Regions from separate parts of the Gasterosteus aculeatus genome. Here region 2 is linked to region 1. The links are chromatin contacts, called in public Hi-C maps. All regions are on one chromosome and are shown on one strand. Each heading gives the region's core, a stretch centred on a gene start, on an enhancer-like site or on the middle of the called end of the contact. The rest is flanking DNA. Distances are from core to core; before and after follow the strand shown.

Region 1 (7,057 bases), core at 2,424-4,923:
AGAAATGTGCAGTGATCTTAACCGAAATCTGTTTTTGCCTCTTGTAGATGACATGGAGGACGACTCGGTGTTGTCCGGTGGAAAGGTGAGATGATCGATGACGCCAACTTCCTGATGACTGTTTGCCTACCGACCAGTTACTCACTACATTAACAACGTGTCTTTAGATTTAGGTTTAGATTTTTTATTGTTTTCGGCACACTGGATTATAACTCCAAAAAATGCTTTGGCCAGAAATAAGGAAACATTTGAACCAACTGTGTCGTCTTCAGCCAATTTGACAATGAAAAACACGACTATATGGAGTATAAACAACAAATTGTTTATATAATGTAAACAAATCATGAGATGGCTCAATACAATATGTATAAAATAAAATTCATTATTGGCACTAAAGACATTTTCAGCAGTAAACTCCTCGAAGAAAAACAATCCATGATACCAAAAGAAATCAGATCGTCTGATTAATATTTTGTGTTCTTTGTCATTTGAGTCATTTGCCTGAGAAGTCAAAACCTTTCAACTTGAATACGAAATGGGATGTGCACACAGCTGACCTTTTGATCATTGTTCTATTATCTATGCCCAAGTCCAACTGTATTGTGTTGAGCTTTTTTCCCCCTAACCTTTTGATGGTTGTTGGTCTGCGTATTACAACATGAACGATGTTCTCACATCTATTTAAAAGGATGACGAGGAGCAGGGCAAAGCTGAAGTGAACCGGCTGATGGACTCCAGCGAGGACAACGTGACGGAACAGACTCACCACATCATCATCCCGAGCTACGGCGCCTGGTTTGACTACAACTGGTGAGTGAGAATACACACTCACATTTTGATCTATTATGTGAGGCTGTGATGGTGAACTTGAGGCTTTTGACACAAATGTTGTGTGCTTTGATTTTGTACACCCATTTGTTTTGGCCTTAAGGGTCAAAGCTTATGAAAAGGTTATATTTGGAATATACATATCTTAGCACTAGCTGTAATTTACAGTTAACAGTTCAGTTGAGATGGAAATCCTCAAAGGTCATTATTACGGCACCTTTTGAAAAGCAGCTAGTTGTTTAGAAACTACGGCGCCAATTCACCTTTTTCATTCATTGATCATAAAACCAGTTCTTTGACTCATCGGTCTTCCTCATCCTGATAGCATCCATGAGATTGAGAGAAGAGCGCTGCCCGAGTTCTTCAACGGGAAGAATAAGTCCAAAACTCCAGAGATGTGAGCTTCTACACACACACACAAACACAGTTGCAGGTTATATGAAACCACAAACACTTACATGGACTCTAGTACAATGCGATATGTTTGTGACGCTCATCTCTTTCTCACAAACAGATACCTGGCATACCGCAACTTTATGATCGACACGTATCGGCTAAACCCTCAGGAGTACCTCACCTCCACCTCGTGCCGCAGGAACCTGACCGGGGATGTCTGTGCCATCATGAGGTGAGCGTTCTTCAGAATTACGTTGTATCCCTTTTTTGATTATTTGATCTTTTCCGGATGATCTGCATGCCGCTGTTACTAGAAAGACGAAAGCACATCAATCCTTTTTTGCCGTCCGTCTCCAGGGTCCATGCGTTCTTGGAGCAGTGGGGTTTGGTGAACTACCAGGTGGACTCTGAGAGTCGCCCGTTACCCATGGGCCCCCCACCCACTCCCCACTTCACCGTGCTGGCTGACACGCCATCTGGCCTCATGCCTCTGAACCACAGACCCCCACCGGTAAGGCCGAATTAAGATACACAACATGGAGAGAGAGGAACACGGATGAAAGTCAGATTCACTGTAATGTAGCATATCGTTTGCTTTGTGGATTCCATTGTTTTCTAATGTGCTGTTTTTCATCTCTCTAGATCCCCCCCCAACAGCCAATGCCCAACTTCGCAGACAAAGTCAAAGACAAGTCCATCGACCTGCAGAACTTCGGCCTTCGCTCCGACCTCTACAACAAGAAAAACCTCAAGGTCCGCACACGAGTCAATTTGACAACCCGTAATGTGTTTTCCACAACAAAAATAAATGAAAAAACCTCTTTGGCATTCTACCTAAAATACTGCCAGTTCATCTTGACTAATGTCATTGTTAAGGCGATCATGTGGTTCTGGTTCTCTACAGGGTAAGACGGTCAACTCCACAAGGGATTGGACCGAGCAAGAGACTCTTCTGCTGCTGGAGGTGAGGAAAGAAACCCGGTGTAAACATGTGTGACTGATGGAAATAGTTTATGCATTTGTTGTCCATCTTTAAGCTCCATCATCTACGGGTCGACATCATTGCTCCTTTTTATTCTCTCGTAACCCTTTCTTCCTTTTGTCAGCATTTCTTTGTGCTTTTTGATTCCATCATTTCCTTTCTCAATTTCACTCTTTTTCTTGGTACCTTTTACATTTGATTTATCTCCCTTCTGAATTGCGTAACTCTTCTCTCCCATCATCTTCAGCCTCACGACCCTTAAATCGGTTGCTTCTATGATTTTTGCATACCTTCTTTTTATAAATCTCGCGCACAGTTCCAAGACATCATGGCTGAATGTATATTCACACCCTTTGACTCTTCCAGGCTCTGGAGATGTTTAAAGACGACTGGAACAAAGTGTCTGAGCACATCGGTTCACGCACCCAGGACGAGTGCATCTTGCACTTCCTGCGCCTCCCCATTGAGGACCCGTACATGGAAAGCACCGAGGCCTCCCTGGGCCCTCTGGCCTACCAGCCCATCCCCTTCAGCCAGTCTGGAAACCCCGTCATGAGCACAGTGGCCTTCCTGGCCTCTGTGGTTGACCCCAGAGTGGCGTCTGCTGCCGCTCGAGCAGCTTTAGGTGAGAACCGAAACTAAACTAAAGGAGTGAAGTGACAGAGGGAAATTGGAATATGTGATCAATGCATTAATCAAAACAAATGTATACAAAGTGCTTAGGTCTATGGCAAACCAGATTATGCACCCATGAAACCTTGCACTTCAGATCTGAATCATTAATACAAATGTCTTCTCTCTGTCTGCAGAGGAGTTCTCTCGTGTGCGTGAGGAGGTGCCGGCTGAGCTGGTGGAGGCTCACGTGAAGAAGGTGCAGGAGGCGGCCCGGAGCACAGGCAAGGTGGACCCCGCGTTCGGCCTGGAGAGCAGCGGCATCGCTGGCACCGCCCCCGAAGAACCAGAAAAGACTGGTGAGTAGAACTTCAGAAAGGGTGAAAGCCGGACGTCTCCCTCCAGAAGTGACCACGTGTAAAACTAGACTGTTGATTATGTAAAGAAAACATGATTGTGTTGCTTGCGAACTTAAGTGAATTTTATTTCCAGGTGATTTGTTGGTTTAGTGTATTGTGACGTGAGATAGACCTGTCAACAATTCTCAATATACAGTATTTTAGATATAAACAACGTTAGTACATAAACATTAGAACATATAAAAGTGTCGAAATAGAATGTTTCTTAATCTTTAAGGCCAACACATTACCTTCTACAGCTCTTCTACCTTCATGCGGGTTAGAAATCATTCACCTCGTCATCGCGAGGCATCCTAGAATCTGGGCGTTTCCCACCTCTAGTAGCCACTGGAGGGCAGCAGATGGTAGCATTTGTAAATGTGTGTCTGGTGTTGTACGTGTGAACATCCTTGCCGGTCCTCCATCTTTGAATATAAATGATGGTCTTTGCATGCATGTTTAGCAGATGACATTTTAATACAATGCACATGTCAGCTTTTACCAGCAGGGGGTGACCAGCACAGAAGTGTGTGTGTGTGTTTGTGTCTGTGTTTGTGTGTGGATTAAAACATCGGTGGCAGATGGGGAGGGGGAGGAGAAAACTGGGTCATCTCCCTCCAATGTGTGCTTATCTTTCTCTTTATTTTGCCCAATGCTTTCTTGATTTCACTTTCTTCTTCGACTCTCTCTCTCTCTCTCCCCCCCACCTGGATTAATACCGTCCTGCTGACAGTTGCAATCATTAAGCTTGAATGTGTTCAGTGCCTCATTCGGGCCTGAAGCTCGCGCGCGCACACACACACACACACACACACACACACACACACACACACACACAAAATCAATATTCAAACCCTTAACACACGCTCAAGTGCATCCGTGACACAGTTTAACACTCAACCTTGTGTGTGTGCGCTCAGTCTATCCTGTGACCCTTCAGATGCCTTTGACCTGTAATTCCTGTCCTGAATTTCTTCCCTCCTCTAGTTTTTGGATGGCGTTATCCTCAGAGAGTCAAGTTACTTGTTTTAAATGATTTCAACCGGATGATACATCTGTGACTCCTCATTCTCTTACAGCTGTATCAGGAGCGTTTAATGTGTTGGATTTGCTTCGTAGTTCCTTTCAGTCTGAATGTGCATGTGTTTCTCTCCTGTGTTGTTGGTTCTTGCCGGTATGAGCAAGTCATCGGAGGAATAAACCGCTGTGATGAAGATGTCGGCTGCACGCAACAATGCGAAGCATCTGGATTAGTGTCCGTCTGACACGATGCTAATGCTCCACTGTGCTTTGCAGAAGCCCCAGAGCCAGAGAAGATGGACACGGACACCGACTCCCAGCAGGCAGATAAGGTATAGCAAACATTTGTACTTTTTCATGTATCTTAGTCCTATATAAATCTGTGGCTTTAGACATTCTGGTGAATGATGTTACAGAAACCTCTGCTAATTAATGGATAAAGCCAGCAATAATTAGTATTTTTGTTATTGTCAGTACATTAATTTCTCAAACGGGTTTCCGGAAGTAATTTCTATTCCTCTCATCAAGCTCGCAGCAGTAAATCTAACGTCCTCTTAGTCTTCGTCTTAGACTCTGACTTGACACACGGGTCTTTTCCCCCGTGGCGCTGACACGGCCCACTTAACGTTGTGCGTCTGTCCTCGACCTTCAGGCTGAGCTGAAGGACGAGGCAGAGAAGCCCAGCGAGTCCGCAGAGAAGAGCGACAAGACGGAGGCTGCGGATAAGGTCAAGAAGGAGGGGTCAGAGGCGTCGGAGCGCGAGGAGGAGAACGAGGATGGAGCCGAGCCGAAGACGTCTCCAGCAGGTAACCCGTGACCCTCATGGTGGAATAACTGGGAAGCGTTGCACACACTTTGAGTTAATATTTCATCAGCGATTAGCTCCTCGTCAAGACCGGCGATGTGTACCGAAACCCGGCATCAAACCGAATCTCCTCAAAGGAGAGAACAAAGCATCAATTTATTAAAACCATGTGACCGCATCAAATCAAGCAAACAGTCCACCACCCAAAGACATGACACAAAAACAGTAAACGCGAGGGAATTGATTTGGGGAATTACATAAACTGTTAAAAGTTATCAAAGTGATTCCATCCCACCGTGGATTATTTTTCTAAGGACCCACTGAATGATTCTCACCAGTTCAGCTCTAATATCAGGAATCAGGAAACATTTATTGCCAAAATATGTCAAACATACAAGGAATTTGTCTCGCCGGATGGTGCGTGACAGTAGACATAAAATAGACAACAAGACAGCAGTGCACGTAAGTGCAAGTAATAAAATAAAATAAAATGCTAATGCAATCGGTTAGTAGAATAAGACTATGGGTTAGTATAAAATAAGAGTAAAGTAAAACATTTTAAATATTTAAAAAGTTAAATATTAAAAATAAAGTGCACTATCGAACAAGTGACAAGGTGACGAGTGACGACAAGGTGATGAATGAAAAATTACAGTTAAAGTGACATGTGCCGTAAGAAGGAGAGTGACCGGTGGAATGTCAGTCAGTGGGGGACCGGGTTCTGTTGATGAGCCCGACTGCCCGACTTTTTGCTGCATAGTGAGTTAAACTTCTGTCTTCGTCCCTGTCAGAAAAAGACAAGGCTGGGGAGACGGAGACGTCGTCCCCGGAGCAGGAGAAGGAGAAGGAAGAGATGGCGGACGAGGGTGAGGAAAAGAGGAAGAAACTGGAGCACGACATCGGAGAGGGCAACATCGCCACGGCGGCCGCCGCCGCCTTGGCTTCGGCCGCCACCAAGGCCAAGGTGAGACACGAAGCATCACAGCGACCTTTTTTTTCAGGTTCCTTTTGACTGGAAACCTCATTCTCCTTTTTTTGCGTATTGCACATCTGGAACACATGTGGAATAGTAAATATACTCTTGGGGGGGAAAGGTGGGAAATGTGTAAAGAAAAAAGAGGGGGATGCTTGTGACAGGAGTGAATTCAATAAAATTCTTCCCAGCGGAACTCAATGAGCTAAAAGTCGGCACGGTATTGGACATCGATCAGATATTTAATCTCCTCTCACTTCATCCTCTCAGCACTTGGCCGCCGTGGAGGAGAGGAAGATCAAGTCTCTGGTGGCCCTGCTGGTGGAGACCCAGATGAAGAAGCTGGAGATCAAACTGAGGCACTTCGAGGAGCTGGAGACCATCATGGACCGAGAGAAAGAGGCCGTAAGTCAAAGAAGCTTTTGATTCTTAATGTCGAGGTTACATGTGGACAGCTTCATTAGTTCCAACATGAATATTTCACTTTTCTTTACACACCCCGTAAAGGTTCTCAGTTGGAGACATTAATAATGGAGGTGAGAAGCTCTCACAGCACCCTTTTGAAAAAAAAAAAGGTGGTGTATGAATGACAACTATGGTTCAGAATGATGAGGCTTGGAGTGTGTGTGCGCGTGTGTGCGCGTGTGTGTGCGCGCGTGTGCGCGCGTCCTGGCTCTGGACAGCCCCGGAGACGCCGGTGAGAGTGTAAAACACACAAGTGTTTTCCACGGTGGAGGCATCGGGAGCGCAGCCCAGTTTCACAGCTGTAAATAGTGCATGAAAAGGTTTACAGAAGCTTTCCAAGGGCGGAAGAGAAAACCAACCTGCTGCTTACTCCCTAAGAACAAGCAGTGATCCACACAGAGCTGCGAAGAAGCCGCTTTAAAGCGAGTCTTAAGGCTCCGCAGGTCAGGAGCAAAATGCTGCTCTCGGCGTCGGTCCTAACGGGCCCCTCGTCTCCTTTCCTGCAGTTGGAGCTCCAGCGGCAGCAGCTGCTCACCGAGCGCCAGGCCTTCCACATGGAGCAGCTCAAATACGCCGAG
Region 2 (7,057 bases), core at 3,264-5,763, 56 kb after region 1:
TGCAGTCAAAAGGACACATTGACCCTCCGTGGGTGTGTGTGTACGTTGTGAACATTTTCCTTTCCTTTCTCTCTCTCTCTCTCTCTCCTTTCTCTCTCTCTCTCTCCTTTCTCTCCCTCTCTCTGTCTTTCATTCTCACGTATCCGCTGCTGCCGGGGATTTTAATGCATCTTCAGACAGAAGAGGGCATCGTTGCCATGGAAACCCATTCTGATGCTCGAGTCTTAGCAGACGAGCGACAAACTCGGTGACCTCTGGGTTTCTATGCCTCCTCATACGCACACACACACGCACACACACACACACACACACACACTCAAACACACAAACAGATTAAGAGATGATAATTTATCATGTTAGTAACTAGTAGTCCGCTGTAGTTCTTCAACACACAAATAGAGGACGTGAAAAAACCTCATCGCAGCACTTCCTGTCAGTTTATTTGCCTTTGAGCTCATTGTTTTTGCAATTCCAGTCCGACCGCTCTCATGAGAAGTCGCAGCAGGAACACTCGAACCATTCAGATGTTTACAGGATAAATGTAAAGAAGTAGAAGTGAAATTTGTCATAAAATGGAGAATGTAGTAAATTAAACATGGTGGATGCGTGTCGAGATTCTCTCCGAGTCCAACCTGCTGGGACTTGGGATTCATCCGCAGCCGGTGATTGGCTGACGATGTGGTGGAATGATGGTGTTGGCATCCCGAAGAGCCCATTGTGATTGGCTGATGCGTAGTGCATGATAATTAGTGTGGGGGGAGGGGGGGGCAAACACACGCACACAGAAAGCCATGCATGTATATGTGCAAAACGTACGTATGAAAATGCTCGAATTAACCCACAATGCTCACATTTAAATCTGTCCTTTGTTCCACATATAAAAACGCAAAACATATAGAGACACATATCAGAGCCAGCTTAATTCAGAATTACGCGCATGCACGCACACAAGCAAAAAGGCCTTCAGAGGAGGGGTGAAAGCAAGAGGAAAGAGGAGAGGAGCAATGGAGGGGGCGCCGGGGGGGTAAAGTCTAAATGAATCGTTCTGGCACCGTCTAGTTTACTAATGAGGCTCTGAGGAATGTTGCTGATCAGAACAGGACCCATATATCCTACTTTGAAGTACCCCCCCCCCCCCACACACACTCACACAGACACACACTGTCTCTCTATTCTGCACCATGTAGGAATGAGTGACTGGTTCGGCATCGGGTTCAGAGCGATGCCACCAAACCGTTTGGCTTCAGGAAATGTTGATAATTGTTTGTCCGTAAGAAAATAGCTGTTGATCTGCACACGTCCCACGTCCCCAAGTGTCAGTGCGTCTCCCCCCCCCGATGATTCGTTCATGCATTCTCCATTCCTGCGTTGTAAGGTGACCATCAACCTGGAGTTCCGTCTCCCCAAAGGGACCAAGTTAAGGTCCCCCGGGGGCCCTTTTGCCTGCTACGACGTCTACCTCTGCAAGACGCCAAACCCCGAACCTCAAGCCGCCAACGGGCCCCGCGTCGGGACCCCCGGCAGAGCCAAGGGCCGAGGGGTGACGTGGGAGGACGACTCGTACCCTCCATCGCCGCCCTGCTCAGTCTGCGGCCCCCTCGCCAGCCGCCAGCCGCAGGCCTCAGCCATCAACGGGCACCAGAGGTCCGGGCCGCGGAACCTGCACCCCTACGGCCCGCGGTGATGCGCTACTCATTCATGCCTTCGTCCCGGCTGTCATCTCGAAGCTCGTCTCGTGAATGCACGCGCTGCACTTGGTCACCGTGTACTGGAAGCGCCTTTTCGAGGACAAGTTGTGTTGCCCAGGGAGATATGTGTGGTTTGTCAGGTTGAAACCACAGAGGTGTTCAAAGTGTCTTTCTTGGAACAGTACGGTACTGTGGATGGGACGAACATGGACCAAGTGGCAGCTGTCAAATGTTCCAAAAAACGTATACATGAGAATAAAACACATGAATGGCCACTGGTGACCTCAGGAAAAAAATGCTCAATTGTTACGATGCTTTAACTTCAGAAGTTGTTGCCATTTTCAAAACGTTGAAGGTTTTATTTGAAAATATTTGTTCATATTCTGTATCAGACTTTGGTGTTCTGAAAAAATGAAGAAATAATGCCCTTTTCCAATGAATGAATTGTGAATGAGGAGCATTTCTCCTTGCTGCATTGTGACAATGAGCCTCGGGGTCTCGCTCGGGAACATTTCAGGCACAGCAGGAGTCAGGAGTGTAAAACCACAACGACAGATTGTTTAATTTGTACATTTGTGTGTCTGCGCCGACATTTATAGAGCAAGCAGGCGGTTTGCCAAGCGACTAGTCGATGGCAGCCCACTGGATTGTTCTCCATTACTCTCCTCACACATCAGTACTCTGATACTCTCAATATTTATTACGTGATACGTTATCGATCCCTGCAAAAAGAGTTACCATATAGATTATTATTCAGAGAACTTGAAATTTATACAATTATACTTTTAGTGATCAAAACCCCCGGGTGCAGCGCACACATGGTCACCTGCGGAGTTACGCTGACCAGTATTTCATAGCTTTGCATCAAAATATTATGTTTTATTTTAAAAGGTTGCATCACCTGAAGTATCACATGACTCATGTCATTTGTCTTTACCAACCTTCAGCTCTGCATTTTGCCTCTCGCTTTACTTTTCTGGTTCAGTCTCTGCGCTTTCATCCCCCCTGTCACAGACAAAGACCTGATAACCTTAATAAATTCTTGATAGAATTCCAGACAGATATATATATATTCATGCTTCGTGCCGAGCACCAAATGGCATACGGACATAGTAGAGAGAAAAGTGGTGCAATAACATTTAGCGGCTTAAACACCACTAAGTAAAGACTAAAACCGAGCCAGACATTTACTGGATGTTGTACTTGTTTCCCATCACGTGACACAAACACAGCTCTGGATAATAATTGTTTTGTGGGTAAAATGGGTAAAAGTTCCCTCTCGGCTTTAATTGCTTTAACTGCTGTTTATATCGGTTACTTGAAGCGGCAAAATACATAACTATCAAAGCATCACTACAATGACATTTTAAAGACGTGTCAAAAGAGGGTTATTTAATTTTAAAAAATGTGGAGTCCTATATACTACATATTGAAGTATCTTTGGATCCAACAAATAAGGTTCGGCAATATGACTGCAACGCAGAAACAACAGTGATGGGAAGGATCCAGGCAGGTGTAATTACTCAAACAGATTTTGAGCTGAACTGCAGTGCAGCAGCTCAGGGATGATATTTCTAAAAGTTTGTTTGTGGAAGCTTAGTAAGGAAAATATGGAACGTATTTAAAGAATAAAATGTAAATTGATTGCATTTGTGCTTTTGGTGTATGACATTTTCAGTAAAAGTGACACAGTGCCATCTGCTGATTCAAAACAAAACCAGTTGTTAATGTTATCTTCTATTTTTTTTTAAACAGGTTTGTTTACAGCTGTTCTGGCTTTACATTTTATGAAGATTTTCTGCTTGAATGCCGAGCCGTACTACACTTTGGTTGGAATCAATCATCAATGATCATCAGCTTTAGATACTGAAATATAGCGGTACAGAGAGCTTTAGTAAGTGAAACTACCGATACAACTCAATAAATACATTGATTGTGGCAGTACGCAGATGTCACGCTGTTATTTGAGACATTGTTATTATGTCTATTATAGCTGCTCTAATGTCCCTGTTTACTTTCAAATTATCTCTAATAGAGCTGAATATAAAAATGCTCTGTATTAAACGCTTGAAACACAACACAAACGTACCGTGATGTGCACCCCGATCAGTGATGCTTGTGCAGTGGAAGAAAATAACAAGAAACAAAAATCCACAGGCCGATGGTTCAAAAATATAGACTAGTAACTATTCCTTTGTTCAATTTCTAAATGCTGCTTTTTTCCTGTGTTATAAGTACAATGATTCCATATTCCCTCTTTTATAGGAAGATACTGTATAGGATTTATTGGTTATAAAGGAGGGTTTTGCGAAGTCAGACGGAATTTTTTTTTCCGTCTATTGTTTTTAACATGTTCTCTAACACAGGGAAAGACTTACTACTTAATAACGTGATAATGAATCAATATGAAAGCCAAAGGAAAGTGATGGTGTGCAAGAGGTTGACATTTGGTTTCCTGGTACAAAATATCTCAGAAGAATTCCTCGAGGTTTTAGAGGAAGTGCACAAAAGAGGATGTTGTGGATGCTGGCACGCAGATTTTAGGTAAGAATGTTAATTAGTACAAAAACTACATTGATTTTTGAGGTAGGCATTAAAGGTTTATTCAAGACCAAATGTGGCACAATAGAAATGAAAATATTTCCTTCATTGCTGACTTCATATAAAGCCAAATAAATGGTTCAATTAAAATCAAAAGATGTTCATTCCGTTGTCACCCTGTAATGGGTACTACCGGTAGGAGGCGTTGTCTGTATTTAATAAAGACGGAAACACATCGAAGAAGTTACCATGTGCAGGCAAAGATCTTCTATTAAGACAGCTGCACACAGCTGTCACCATGGAAACCATTCTGTCACATCGCTCTGGCTGTTTTGTTTCTGAAAAACAAACTTTGAATTCTTCTCCCTTTTTTGTTATGCTTCCCTTAATCAACAAAACTTGCACAAAATAATGTTGTTACGTTATTATTTATTTTACAACAAGACGCTACTGGCTCCAGCACGTGCATAGTGAGACCTCCTGTCTGGCTTCTCCTTGTCTTTGCTCACTAGCATGCTACTTGCAGTTAGCACAGCAGCTAATTCAGAGGAAAGCAGTGAAATTAACCGGCAAAGCAGATACATGAACGTCGCTTTTTGACTTGTGTATTATGTCTTACAGCGCACATTTTGACATTAATCGCCGCTGACAAGTCCTTTTTCCTAACGCTATTTTTAGCTCTCTTGACAATCTGTTTAGTTAACGTAGTATTTACAGTCAGGCTAGCTCCTGAGGTTAAAGTTAGCCATGTTTACAGAGCTCAACAGTATCTTGAACACAACTCCCGACAGCTTCACACAGGTGAGGACTAAATGTACACGCTGTTTCACATGCGTACAAAGCAGCTACACAAAGTCTATAACGGTGACGTTATTCTACAGGGGGAATTTATCTTGCTCTCGGACAGACAGAGTGATGCCTCCTTCCTCATTCACCACTTTCTGTCTCTGTACCTACGAGGTGAGTTCACCGGTCAATGTTAACTTAAGTATTACAGTAACGAGAGAGACTCGTGTCTGCTACAGCTGATGTCTCATTCTCCCTGTATCCTTGTCTCCCTGTATCTCTTCTTTTTTTATTTTGTATCCTAGCACGCTGCAAAGTGTGTTTTCTGGGTCTGGTTCAATCCTTCAACCATTACAGCGCCATCGGTCAGAGACTGGTGAGTCCTGTGTGCTTCTTCATTTGATGCTCACCCTGAGTGATGAGTACAGTGTCATCGTTTACATTCACACTTATTTATTCATCTGAACAACATAATATCTGTCTCTTCCTCTTTAAAATCACACCCATTTCACCGTCATTATTGGTCTCTCGCAGTTTGATTTCCAGTAGTTAACTCGAGTGGCTTACAACTAACATTAACAATGCAGATGAGCCTACTTCGCTTTTCTCTTTTACTTGTAAGGTTACGGCAGAGATTGAATCCGATTGTATCTGTATATATGACCACGTGTTCTGTTTAATTTGTTAAATGCAGCGGGTTTCACTGGGTTTATCGAGCCTTAAGCCTGGTGCTGTGATGGCGTTCTATTTGTGTTGATCCCTGTCGGAATTGTGTTTGTCTCAGGGTGTAAGTCTAACACAGGCCAAGGAAAAGGGTCAACTGGTTTTCTTGGAGGGACTGAAGGAGTCTCTCTCTGTATTAATTCCTCAAGACACCGAGACTGGAACTCGTGCCATGGACTTCCTCAGGTACACACAAACAGCCACATTTTCTTACCTGTACAGACTCATATTTTATTATAGCATCACTGTTTATCACTGTTTATTTGTAAATATTGTAATTATTTGAGTGTATTGGTCACCAATCCCAACAATTTTCCAGACCAAATGTGCCAGTTTGACCTCCCGTCTCCCTCGGTATCTTCATCCTCCTCCTCTCCAGGGATCCTGCCGTCGGCCTGAAGAGTCTCTACGAGTTTGTCCGGTCCGGTGCGACCAGTTCTGGCGTTGGGGGACGCGAGGCGGACGGTGGGGAGGAGTGGGGGCCCCCGGTGTTGCTGGTGGACGACCTCAGTGTGCTGCTGAGTCTGGGGGTGAGCACCGGCGCCGCGCTGGACTTCAGCCACTACTGCAGAGCCACCGTCTGCTCCCAGCTACAGGTCAGCTTTTACTGTCATTGTGCCGCCATCAGTCGTGGTTATCTGTTTTCTGAACGTAACTTTGATCTCGGCGGCAGGGCAACGTGGTGATGCTGGCGCGCTCTGATGGGCGGAGGGAGGAGGAGGAGGACGGAGACGATGAAGGCTCAGAGAGGCTTCTGAGGGGCCTGACCCACCAGTGCAGCCTCACTCTTCAGGTACAGGGTCTCCCCACCGGCTTCTGCAGGGACATACACGGCCAGGTGAGTGGGATTCGGGTCGAGCATGCATGTTCTCACACTTCAGACCATGGTCCAAGGATGCTGCGCACAGCCGAGGACGGTGCCGCCATGAAAGACTCATTCCCTCAGTTGATTTTTTTTCCTCCTTTTTTAAAGCTTAATGACTTTTGTCCAACCAAGAGTTTTTATGGAAGACGATAAACATTTAGATTTTTTTGTCATTTTCGCTTCATTTGGTGATCAATTCATTATTTCATGGTTTCAGTTTTAATTTTTGGTGTCCACTCATTCAAATATGACCAAATTTATAATTTCCTGTGTCGTGAATAACCTAGATTAAATAATGGAATTCGTTTTTTGGATTTTGCCTTAAAGTATTCATATTTGGTTTAAATCAGTGCTTATATAGTATCAACAACTGACCGAAAATGGTGACTCACATAGTCTGTTATAGGTTACGTACTGTTTATATGCAGTAAATACTGTAAGGGATGAATGCAAA

Evidence for each region. Hi-C and Micro-C count contacts between places; a contact is called where the count stands out from the background.
Region 2: a contact with region 1 is called in a Hi-C map of skeletal muscle, with 4 times the contacts expected there. The contact joins the promoter of elp6 here to the enhancer-like site in region 1. A contact is called at or near these places in 2 of 6 Hi-C or Micro-C datasets (liver and skeletal muscle).

What each region holds. Positions count from the first base shown.
Region 1 is chr20:5,717,883-5,724,939 of fGasAcu3.hap1.1, forward strand. It overlaps smarcc1a (SWI/SNF related BAF chromatin remodeling complex subunit C1a), which reads left to right. Exons shown (of 28, transcript XM_078094645.1): 13 at 48-85; 14 at 689-810; 15 at 1,154-1,225; 16 at 1,343-1,456; 17 at 1,582-1,735; 18 at 1,867-1,977; 19 at 2,129-2,188; 20 at 2,573-2,831; 21 at 3,016-3,177; 22 at 4,513-4,568; 23 at 4,889-5,042; 24 at 5,833-6,005; 25 at 6,285-6,419; 26 at 6,986-7,057. Among protein-coding and RNA genes, the nearest start is that of LOC144389514, 10 kb to the left of the region's middle. Within about 2 kb of position 3,674, at least 1 of the 9 cell types and tissues checked has open chromatin away from gene starts, as enhancers often do.
Region 2 is chr20:5,773,459-5,780,515 of fGasAcu3.hap1.1, forward strand. elp6 (elongator acetyltransferase complex subunit 6) reads left to right here and starts at 4,514. Exons shown (of 7, transcript XM_040165136.2): 1 at 4,514-5,030; 2 at 5,111-5,189; 3 at 5,321-5,391; 4 at 5,800-5,924; 5 at 6,118-6,334; 6 at 6,412-6,576. The coding sequence starts at 4,977.